Regions from separate parts of the Anas platyrhynchos genome. Here region 2 is linked to region 1. A link is a contact called in public Hi-C data. All regions are on one chromosome and are shown on one strand. Each heading gives the region's core, a stretch centred on a gene start, on an enhancer-like site or on the middle of the called end of the contact. The rest is flanking DNA. Distances are from core to core; before and after follow the strand shown.

Evidence for each region. Hi-C and Micro-C count contacts between places; a contact is called where the count stands out from the background.
Region 2: a Hi-C map of small yellow follicle shows a contact between it and region 1, with 2.4 times the contacts expected there. The contact joins the promoter of ADM here to the enhancer-like site in region 1. A contact is called at or near these places in 3 of 8 Hi-C or Micro-C datasets (liver, skeletal muscle and small yellow follicle).

Annotation. Positions count from the first base shown.
Region 1 is chr5:63,498,113-63,503,810 of IASCAAS_PekinDuck_T2T, reverse strand. All of the region lies in intron 1 of SBF2 (SET binding factor 2), which reads left to right. Among named protein-coding and RNA genes, the nearest start is that of SBF2, 31 kb to the left of the region's middle. Within about 2 kb of position 4,175, at least 2 of the 8 cell types and tissues checked have an H3K27ac peak or open chromatin away from gene starts, as enhancers often do. A contact at or near this core is called in small yellow follicle, where this site is marked.
Region 2 is chr5:63,533,873-63,538,879 of IASCAAS_PekinDuck_T2T, reverse strand. It overlaps ADM (adrenomedullin), which reads right to left and starts at 2,569. Exons shown (of 4, transcript XM_027461895.3): 1 at 2,413-2,569; 2 at 1,708-1,818; 3 at 1,315-1,455; 4 at 1-905. The coding sequence starts at 1,805. The coding sequence ends at 635.

The sequences.
Region 1 (5,698 bases), core at 2,926-5,425:
TGAAGTAGTATGTTCCTGCCATATAACAGCAATGAGTGCATCTTAGGTAGCACTAACAGCAACACTTGATATCTCTGTGAAAGCAGAATTTTTGGAATATGTTGATCCAGTTGATAAACCCCCAAAGTAACTGTTAAATATTATGTCTGAGTAGTTTGGCACCTGTGGCTGTTTACAAACATATTTGATTCTTGGTAGAAAAAAATATGGTAAATATTAGTTCACAGCAGTTTACATCCAGGTAATTCACAATAAGTTGAGATTTTCATTTATCCTACTTCATTTTATATGATTCATAGTGCTCTGGTTAGTTGGCTGGAGGAAGTTGTTTCTGGAACAGTGGGAAATCAGCGCTAATAACACAGTCAGTCTTAAGAGAACTGCACAATGTTTATTGGCATTGTTACTTGTTTGGATTTGTTCTAGTTTTTTGTGATTGCTATTTTTTCTTCTTTAGAAGGGGAAAAACATGAAAAAGCAAATCAGAGTAGCAGGAAATGTTTGATGTGATATATGATATATAATTGAGTAGTGAATGAAAAGGCCAAATATACATGTGTTATATTGAGGCATAAGTTTTTATTCAATGCATGTTTTTACACCGTTCTATGAGTTTCTTTCTGTGTAGGCATTCTTTTCCTGAAGACCTGTGAGCTAAATGATATGAAATCAGGCTGTGTACTCTCTGTCCGTGTTTGTACCCTTCATGCTGTTTCCACCATCTATACACTGAGAAGTGCAGCTGTTTGTTAATAGGTGTGATATTTGGCTTTACTTTTGCTGGGCAATGCCATGGCTTTCAGCAGCCTCTGCTGCCCTCTCCTGCTGTGCTTTCTGGCTTCTGTTCTTGGAAAACTGAGTGATTGCCAGGGAGGAGCCAGGACAAAACGGGCTTCAGAAACAGGTAGGGTGGAGGGCTCCATGCACCTTAATGCTCCTCTGTAACACATTTACCACTTAGTATGGGTTCCCCTGCCTCCTGAAGCAGCTCAGGGTTAGTTATGGAGTGGGGAGAAAGATTTCAAACATGCTATGTATATTAACCTGAAGGTAAATAAAAAACACATCAAATTGCCATGCTACTTTTGATGGTGGCATAGTTTCTTACATTTGAAGTGGTAGGCCAATCTTGCAGTGTCAGGAACTTCTGTTATACTTTTTCACATTCTTTGGTCACAAGTAGTAGAAAATGTACCTGCAGCTGTATTAGTAGCAGTACAAGAAAAATAAATGCTAGGCATGTTAACATTTCAGGTGTAATTCTAGTCAATTAGTATCTAGGTGATAACTCTAGTCAATGTTTCATCAGACGCAGGCAAGAATTAGAGTTTTTTTGTTGATTTTTTTGTTGTTGTTGAAAAAGACATAATTTCCCATTTAATAAAATATTGCACATATAATTGAAATGAGGAAAAATAGTATTGAAAAGTTTGAAAAGTGAAAATTCTGTGTAAAGATGTATATTAGGGTATGCAAAATACTCTGACAATTCCTACTCTAGGAATTAGTTGGTCTGAGGATAGTCTTTGAGACACTAAGGAAGGGATTAGAAGGGTGTCCTAGAAAAACAGTCGTTGGGTTTTGCATTAAATGGTACAACAGCATCTTTAAGAGCTCCTGTTTTGGGTAACAAATAGAAAAACAGTTTAGAAAGAGTATTTGAAAATGCATTTCAGTGAGACTATAAATATGCAATGAGAACAACTGGGACTTGGATGACATTGTACGGGACAAAGAGTACTTAAAATGCAGACCTCTGTGGGAAAAGTAACGTTTACTTCAGCGAGTATCATCTATCAGTTTGACAAATAAAGCTTAACTGGCATCAAGTTCTGTTATAAAAATCTACTTATGTAAAAGAATTACTATATATTAATTTGAAATGGCAAGTATCTATTCTGTCGTTTTTAGGTATTTGTCCTAGCTAGCGGTGTTGCAAAATGTATTTAGTTATTCAGCTACTTTTGGTGCTCAGGTGCTCATACAGAAGGCTGCAGCTAATTCAGTAAGCATGTGTCTCTGGTGGAAATCAGCGTGTCAATCATGAAAATTAAAATACCATTAAAGTTGTTATCTCTCATCTGTAGAATGTTATAGGTGCTTTTATGATATTATCAGCTGCTCCTGGCAAATATTTGATTGAGCAGCCTTTAGCTGGCTCCAAAGAGCGTATTCTTCCTCAGAGCTGGGGCACGTTCCTTTTCTCTCATGCTGCAGGTGATGGGGAGCTCAGTGCCAGGATTTGGAAAGGCTGTGTGTTCTACAAAAGGCATTGAGCAGTTACCTGGGGTCCAGTGTGCACTGATCGACACTCATTTCACGGGTCTAATTTGGGTCAAAATTCATCCCAAAAGACAGAGTTTTGGTCTTATAAAAGTAAAGCTAATGAATGTCTTGTTTCAAGTCAGCATGACATGCTAGGCATCTTTGTCAGAACATTTGGTAGGTTTCAGATACCCCTGGAGTTTAAAAAAAATCTGTACTTAATTAAGGTGACAACACGCATAAGGAAGGATATCTCGGAATAGTTTGGGGTGTCTTTTTGATGTGTCACTTCCGGCACGCAGAGAAATTCTTTCCTCTTTGTAGCTGTGGCGATCTGGAAGGATGCATTTAAGAACAGGTGGAAGCAATTTGGCAATTTGACATTCAGACTGTATTACACATGCAGGTCCCACAGGATTGCAAAGTTTGTGGGGCATTTGCACTTTAATATCATTTTGCGTGTAGTGGCAAGGCTGGGTACTACTAGCAGAGCATTTTCTTTTGGAGATTGTGTGTTAAAGAAGGTGGTGCCTGTAGCCCCTGGGGGTCTTCAGTGATAACATTCCAGGTCTGGAATCTAGGAAACAAAGAAATCTTAAGCCATAATCATTTGCTCCAATTTTGTTTTTTGCATTTTAAAACAAAAAGGTGCCATTTCTAATTAAGACTTACAGTGGAGGTTCAGTTTGGTGGTACTCATCTGAATAAAAACAGATGAATAAAACTTAACGTATGTGGTGCTGTGTTAAGGTTCTGAATACTTTCTTAACATTTCCATTTGAGTCTTATGATTGTGGTATATGCAGAATCCAATGAATTCCAATTATTGCTGATGATATCCCATTTGGACACTCATAAATGGTATACAGATTAGACAGAAGGCATGCTAGAGTCCTAGCCAGTAGATGGGATTGTAGTGCAGTAGCTCTGTATGTAAATGTGAATGTTTGCTTGTAGATAGGTAGGGAGCACAGTTTTAATAGGCCTTCTTTTGCACAGTCTTTTGAAATATGTACACATGGATTATACGCAGAAGTGAAGCAAGTCCTCGGCTTTCCTAACTATTAATCATTTATATCACTTTTTTTTTTTTCCACCAGCACATTTGAACTAACAGCATCGAGCTTAATGCACAGATGATTTTAATCCTACACCAGTGTTCTTTATATACAGGTGATACTTATTTCTGGAAGAATTTTACAATAGTCTTTCCACTGTAGTACTCCTGTTCCATGATTTTTCCTTTTGGAACTTTGGATGCAATTTTCATTTATTTTTTTTTTGGGAGGTAGGAGTGGAGTGTTGTTGGCTTTGGATTCTTTCCTAGGCTGTTTTTTAGTGTTCTCTCTGAGTGACTGCAACATGTCATGGGTAGGTAGGCAGCTCTCCCAAATTAAATATTTAAGGTTTAGTCATGTTTAGTCATTTAAAGCAGACTTTGCCTGAATGTGCCAGAATTAAAAGACTTTCTCTGATACATCTGGTTATGTTCCACTACTGAAATTCTTGTATGGTTCAAAAATAAGAACATACGGGAACAGAGAACATCAGTACAGAACAATTGTCCCTGGTTGTACCCTTTTGTCCTCTATTCCAGAGGGTTAAAATATCCTTATGGAAGTGTGGTCGATAGGATTTTCTACAGAATTGTAGTATAAACAGAAGGAAGGCTCCCTGGGCCCCTTAACAGTATTTCTTCTGTAATGCATTTTTCGTTTGAAGTACTACAGAATTTGTAGTTCTGTATTTGAATTTGTAGCCCACGTGAATGTGAACACGCTGTTTACAGTTGAACATTTGAGAGTGGGGAATATTTTCCTTTTACTGGTTCTGTAGATGGAACATTCATGCTCTGCGCGTGGAGAATGAGAAAACACATGGACGCGTTAGCTGGAATGCATCTGGCACGTCTCTTCCTTGGGGAGATGGAGTGTTCCATAGCTGTGAATTGTTTTCTTTTCAAAGTGGCAGAAAAAGTTCTGTATTTGTTCTTTATCCAAGAATATTCTGGCTTCCCGACTTCTTCTTTTGCAACTTGAGAACTGTCTCCATCTTGTACTCCACATATGTTGTATCCCACTTACCATGAAATGTTAAGATGATCTACCAAACATTATTTATCAAAAACAAACAATCAAAAAACCCACAAGATTTTCAAATTGCAAATTGTCTTTTTGACAAGGCACTGAATGTCTCCCTGGATCTGAGGGCCTGTGTCTGCCACAATGTGATGTCACTTACAGTCAGACCATTTAGCACAACTTTGGTGCCAGGCAAGTTTTTGTCAGCAAGCTGATCAGGTGTATCCATCCTAAAAAGTCCATCTTGAGGATATTACCTTTCTGTCTACATCATAAATTTGTCAACCTGTTCAGCACTGGCTCATTCAGTAAAATCCAGGAAGATAAAGCTAAGACATGCTTGTAGTGCTGTCTTTAAGACCTTGGCCCTTGGACAGTATGGCTACTTGTGCCAGGAAAATGAAGGTAAGGTGCCAGAGTTGTGGCGGTAGCAGTCATCTTCCTTATCTTTGGGTTCTAGGTTTGCCTCCACAAGAGCTGTTATCTGTGGCTACAGTGCAGGCATTTGGTCAGTCTGGGCTGGTTACAGTACGCTATCACAGAAAAAATACCGTAGGCTTATTCTGTTCTAAGCAGGTTCATCTCTTCCAGAGAAAATTCCTCGCCTTCATGAAAGTAGTACCTCAGAACCTTCCCAGAACATGGTCTCTGTTGGAACTATTATCTTCTCGGAAAGGATGATGAAACCTGCTGAAATAAATTGAGGATGCCCTTCAGTGTGGGAATGGAACCATGCTTTTTGGTCATGTTTTATCATCTGTCTGCAGCTTGGATGCCATTGCACGTAAAGAAAATCAGATTAACCTCTTTGAATTGTCTATGTGGTAAGTTTGCCCTGGCCAGCAGATGAGCCCCCCCTACCCAGCTGCTTGCTCACCTATCCACTCCATCCAGTAGGATGGAGGAGAGAATCAGAAGGGCAAAACTGAGAGAAAATGGTTGCTTAAGACAAAGACATTTCAATAAGTGAAGGAAAAAAACAACTGATGCAAAAGTAATCAGTCACCACCTCCCACCAGCAGACTGAAGCGCAGCCTGTCTCTGAGCAATGTCTGCTTGGTAAAAACTCGCCCAGTTTTATTGCTGAGTGTGATGTTTTATATGGTACTGGAATATTTCTTTGGTCAATTGGGTCAGCTGTCCCAGCTGTGTTGCCTCCCAACCTCTTGTCCACCCGTAGCCTTATTCACTTTGGGGGCAGAAGAGAAGCACAGGAGGCCTTGACACACTGAAGCAATAGCTAAAACATTGGTGTGTATCAACACAGTTTTAGTCACAACTCTAAAACATAGCACTATGTGAGCTGCTGTGAAGGAAATTAACTCTATCCCCACCAGACCCAGTACACCCCG
Region 2 (5,007 bases), core at 1,320-3,819, 37 kb before region 1:
GGAAAAAGAGTTTAACAACGTCTGACATTCACGATATGAAAAATAGAGGGGATACAATGTTTTAAAATGCCCATATGCAATATATATATATATAAAACGTATAAAAATAAAATATATTTTCCAAAAAAGATACAAACAGGACATGACACAGGACAATCTTAAATACCGATACGTATCTCATGATCCACACACACCGCACCGCACATAATTAACAAAAACCACGTACAATTGCACTTTTCCTCTCTGTGACGTTCAAGTATATCGCAGTCCCCGCAGGGACTAGTGAGTGTCCGATTCCCTGCCGGGTGCAGATAGCGCAGAGGGTAGAGCAGGCGGGGGCCGGCCGCCGGGCTCCCCCAGCTCCCCTCCTCGGGGCTGCCGGAGCCGTTGGGGCGCAGCCTCCCGGCGACGAAGGCCCGGGCCCGGTCCCGGTCTTGGCCCCGGCGGCGAGCGCGGCCGCCGTCCAGTCCCAGGCGGCAGCGGCGGGGCCTCGCAGCTCCCTCGGCGGCGCGTCCCGCCGCTCCTCGCCGCCCCCGGCCCCGGGAGGGCGCGCCGGGGTCCCGCCCGAGCGGGGGCTCTCCGCGAGTGCTCCGCGGGCCCCCGGAGTGTCCGTGCCTGAGTGCAGCCGAGGCGCTCACAGCCCCGGCGCGGGGGCGCGGGGCAGCGCCCGCAGAGTCCGGGGGAAGCGCAGGGAGCGCCGCCTGCGGCCGTAGCCCTGGGGGCTGATCTTGCTGACGGGGGCGGCGCCGTCCTTATCCTTGTCGGTCAGCTGGTAGATCTGGTGGGCCAGCTTCTGCACCGTGCACGTCCCGAAGCGGCACCCCGTGCGGATGGCTTGGAAGTGGGGGAAGCTGTTAATGCTCTGGCGGTAGCGCTTGACGCGGATGTGAGCATCCTCCCGGCTGCTGCGAGGCAGGAAGAGAGAGCAGGCGTGAGGGCGGCGCGGGGGGGCCCGAGGAGAGGGCAGGAGCCCCGCCGTGCAGCCCCCCCGGCCCTGCCCTCCGCCGAGCGGCGGAGAGGGGCGACCCGAGCTCGCTGCCCACGGCGGGAGAGGCCCCGCCGGTTTGCGACTGTCGCTTTATCTAGGGAGCCGGAGCTCGAGTTACTATTTTATATTCGGCTTTCGCAGTACAAGCGCGGCTAGCTGCCGCCGGCTGAAGAGCGCGGGGAAAGGGAGGCGGCTCCCTGAAGGAGCTGTCTCCGGGGCTCGGGGATCTGCAGCGAGGAGCCGAAACACCCGGAAACGAGGGGACCCGGAACCTTGCTGCTGGCTCGGGCAAGCGTCGAGCCCGGCGGCTTCGAGCTGGAAGTTACCTGGGATGCGAGACGCGGGGATCCTCCTTCACGTCCTGGGGCCGCACGAGCGGCTGCACGGCCGCGGCTGCTCCCAGCGCTCGGAGCGCGCCCGAGGGCTTCACGTCCCGCTTGGCTCGGCTCAGTGCCCATTTCGTCCATCTGAAAGGAGCGCAAGGGAAGAGGAGAGCCTGTTAGTGCAAGCCTGCAGGGCGGGAGCCAAACCAAACAGATTCGAGGGGCGATAATCTTTGGCAGCGCTGAGCTTTTTCGGACTTTTTTGGGGATGCTTCCTGAAAGGGCACGCGGCCCTGTGCAATTCCCGCAGGGAGTCCGGTCCCTCTGGTCGCAGCCGGAGCCCGGCGCTGGGGCGCGGAGGCTCCAAAGGGCGGCTGGGCGCGCTCCCATACTCACTTTCTTTTGAACTCTGTCGCTACGTCCACCCTTGCAGCATCCACCCCGAAGAAGGTCGCAGAGCCGAGATAGAGCAGGGCTACGTGAACCAGTTTCATTCTGGCTGAACTCCTGGTGGATAGAGAAGAGAATTTATAAGTATGCTTGCTCAGATAAGCCAAATAAGGTCTGTCCGTCTCTTTTTCTTTCGGTGCCTCGGAGAACCTCTTCCCTCGGGAGAGCCCCCAGGCTACCGGGAACTTTGTGTGCGACATGAACCAAAAGCTAGTATTTGCTCAGCAACTTATCGCAGAGTAAATAACAGAGCCTCTAAAGTTTACGTTTGTCGAGAGTTTTACTTGTAGAGGCGGATGAAAACCAGCAGGATTGCCGGAATACCCCCAGCGGCTTGCGTTAGGATTCAGCAAACCCACGAGCTTAGAGGGAGCTGGCTTTCAGATGCATCGCTTCCCAGCTCCAGTAAGTGTTTTGCTGCCTGGAAGTTTATCCCCGATAGCTCATCTTCTCACTTCACACGCAGAAGTGGCTAATTCTGGACCTTATGTTGTAAACTGCAGCTGATGCCAAGAGCCAGTGCAAGGCTCTGCAGCATAAGTTCAAGCTCTTCAAAACAGCCCAGATTTAGCAGATTTCCACTTCCTCTCCACCACCCCTGCATATTTATTTTTTTTTTAAGGAAAACAACAACAAAAAAAAACTTCTTACCTGACAGTGAGGCTAATCCACTGAGACAAACGTTCTTGCAGTAGCGATCCGAACTCGCAGGGTTTCCTGAGGAGCGAGAGCTCTGTCTTTGTGTGTCTGGAGCAACCACTGCCGAGCTGCGCTCCACCGCTCCCTTTTATAGCGCAGCGCGGGGGAAGTGGGTGGACCTTGGCGTGCCTGGCTGGGCGATTTCTCTTTGACACTTACCCCCACCCCCACATCCCAGGCACTGCTTAATCGTTCTAGCATGGACTGGGGGCAACCCATCGTGGGGGAAAAATTGGAGGATTCATGTAAATTATCTTCAACATCCCCCCCCCCCCCCCCCCATGGTACTTCATGAATTATAACGACGGCTTTTAGGTGTGGAATCCGAGTCCTGGCATAATTTACAAAAGCTGCTAAGCCCCTCGTTCTGTTTTGCTGGGGACAGTGTTTTTAACTGCCCGTATAGTGCAGAAGTAAGTTTGTACGGTCTGTGCCGTAATTTCTCCTTTCGGGCACATTAACCTCAGGTGGGGGGAAGCAGGAGCGTAGGAACCGGACCCGATCGGTTTCAAGATCCACGCAAATCCATCAAACAGCAAGGTTTCACAAATAAACCCATATTTGGACAACGTGAATTGTCATGAGTAACTATAATGAATGTCAGCCTTCTTTACATAAGCGAAGAGGTGACAAATCAGCCGTCATTAATATTTGTGACTCAACGTAGGTGCATTTTTCATCTAATAAAGTGTTCTTGAGGTACTTGATCCCTTCAAATCAATCGGTTCCAATGGGTTTGGAAGGCGAAGGTAGGGGCGCTCGGTGTGCCCTGGGCCGAGGAGAGCGGTGCCTGTGCCTCCAACACGGGGCACCTGAGGTGCTCCAGGGAAGCCGTGCGCGGCTCGCCGGGTGCCGCAGCCCGGTGTACGGGACTGCCCTTAGCTCAGCGCCCGAACGCCTGCAGGATCGGGGGCTCTAACAGCATTCTCCTGGCTGCCCAGAGGCAAACCCTGTTGTTTTTGCAGCCCCTATCATCTGCGCCCTGTGGCGCTTCGGCCCCGCGGAGCTCTCGGGGGCAGCGCCCCTCGCCCCGCGCCTGGCCGGAGCCGGAGCCGGAGCCGGCCCCGGGCAGCGTGTGCCGGGTGCTTCGCCCGCATCTGGCCGCGAGCGGTGTTTCAGAGAGAGGTGAGCTACGTGCCCGTGACTCTGCCTGGCTAGGTAGCCGCGCTCCCTGCTACACCCCGCAGAGGTATGTGCGAGGGGATGACTGACACTTTCCTACATGCGGCTCACTCCGGGGCAGCCGCCGCCTCCCTCGCCAGCAGCGGCCGGGCCCCCGGGGGCTCCCGGCTCCGCTCCCCCCGCCACCGGGGCAAGCCGGTGGCAGCGGCTCGCCCTGCCCGCTGCCGCCCCGGAGGGGGCAGCGCACGGCCGGCGGCCACCCCGCACCCCCTCCCCGTTTCCCCGGCCGTGAGCTGGCCGCCGGGACAAGCCCGGATTCGCTCCTGCGCCGCACCTGCCCGGCCGGAGCACGGGGCGGGAGGCGGCTGCGGGAGCCGGGCAGCCCCGGGCTCTGCCTCGTCCCCTCGGCCCCGGCTCGAGTGGTCCCGCGGAGCCGCAGCCCTGCTGCCCTCCCCGAGGGCCGTGCTCGGCCTTCCGAGAGCTCCCGAGGCAGCTCAGGCTGGAGGGAGTCCGCACGTTCCCTTGGTCAGCAGAAGCTGAAACTGAATCTAACTTCTCTGAATGAGAAGGCAGGATTTGGTGTCCCGGGCATTGCTTTGATTTAATTTAGATCTCTTGTTCCAGTAAAAAATCCCACACTTCCCAAAATGCTGGAAAATCCCTCATTAGAATCCTTGGCCAAAAGGGAAGTGCATTTTGTATACTCTTAGGCAAACAATGCAGAAAGAATCCTACATTGGTTTAGGAGTAATAATAATATTAAGACAAGTCACATGTGAGTGCCATGCTGAATACAATGGCCATTTTAGTGACACAAAATTAGCTCATTCAGCTTTGCGTGCAGGCAAACTTTGGCACATAAAGGATCAGGCAAGATGCAGTTTGTTGCTGACGTGATTTGTGAAAGGGCTTCAGCAGGTAAAGCTGGTTTCAAATCTAACACAAAACATCACATTCTCAGTCCAGATGCTTGTTTTGTTCTTCCTCAGCATTTGCATTCCTAAGCAGCTTGAAAATGAGCAATAGGCACTGAATTTGTGCGATGAGGTAGTAACAAGTTCTGCTTCATAAAAATTACTTTGTAAATAGCTATTTACATCCCCCCCCCAAAAAAAAAAAAAAAAAAAAAGACACAGAGTGTTCTGTGGACTTTTTTTGGCAAAGTATTATTCTGAGGCAATGCCACACAGTTCTGCAAGACTGGACTCTCCTCAAGAAGTGTAGGCTCTCCTGTGGGTGCTACCTCATCCATCACAGAGAAGTTGGCCTGGAGAAACATCCGGCTCTTGTACTTGTTTACTGATTATCTTGGGCATGTCATTCAACCTCTCAGTATTGCTGTGTGTACAGAAAATTTTACAACATCTATCTAGCAGGGAGATTGTGAGGAACTCCCTGCTGTTTTGTGCTCTTTTGCACAGTATT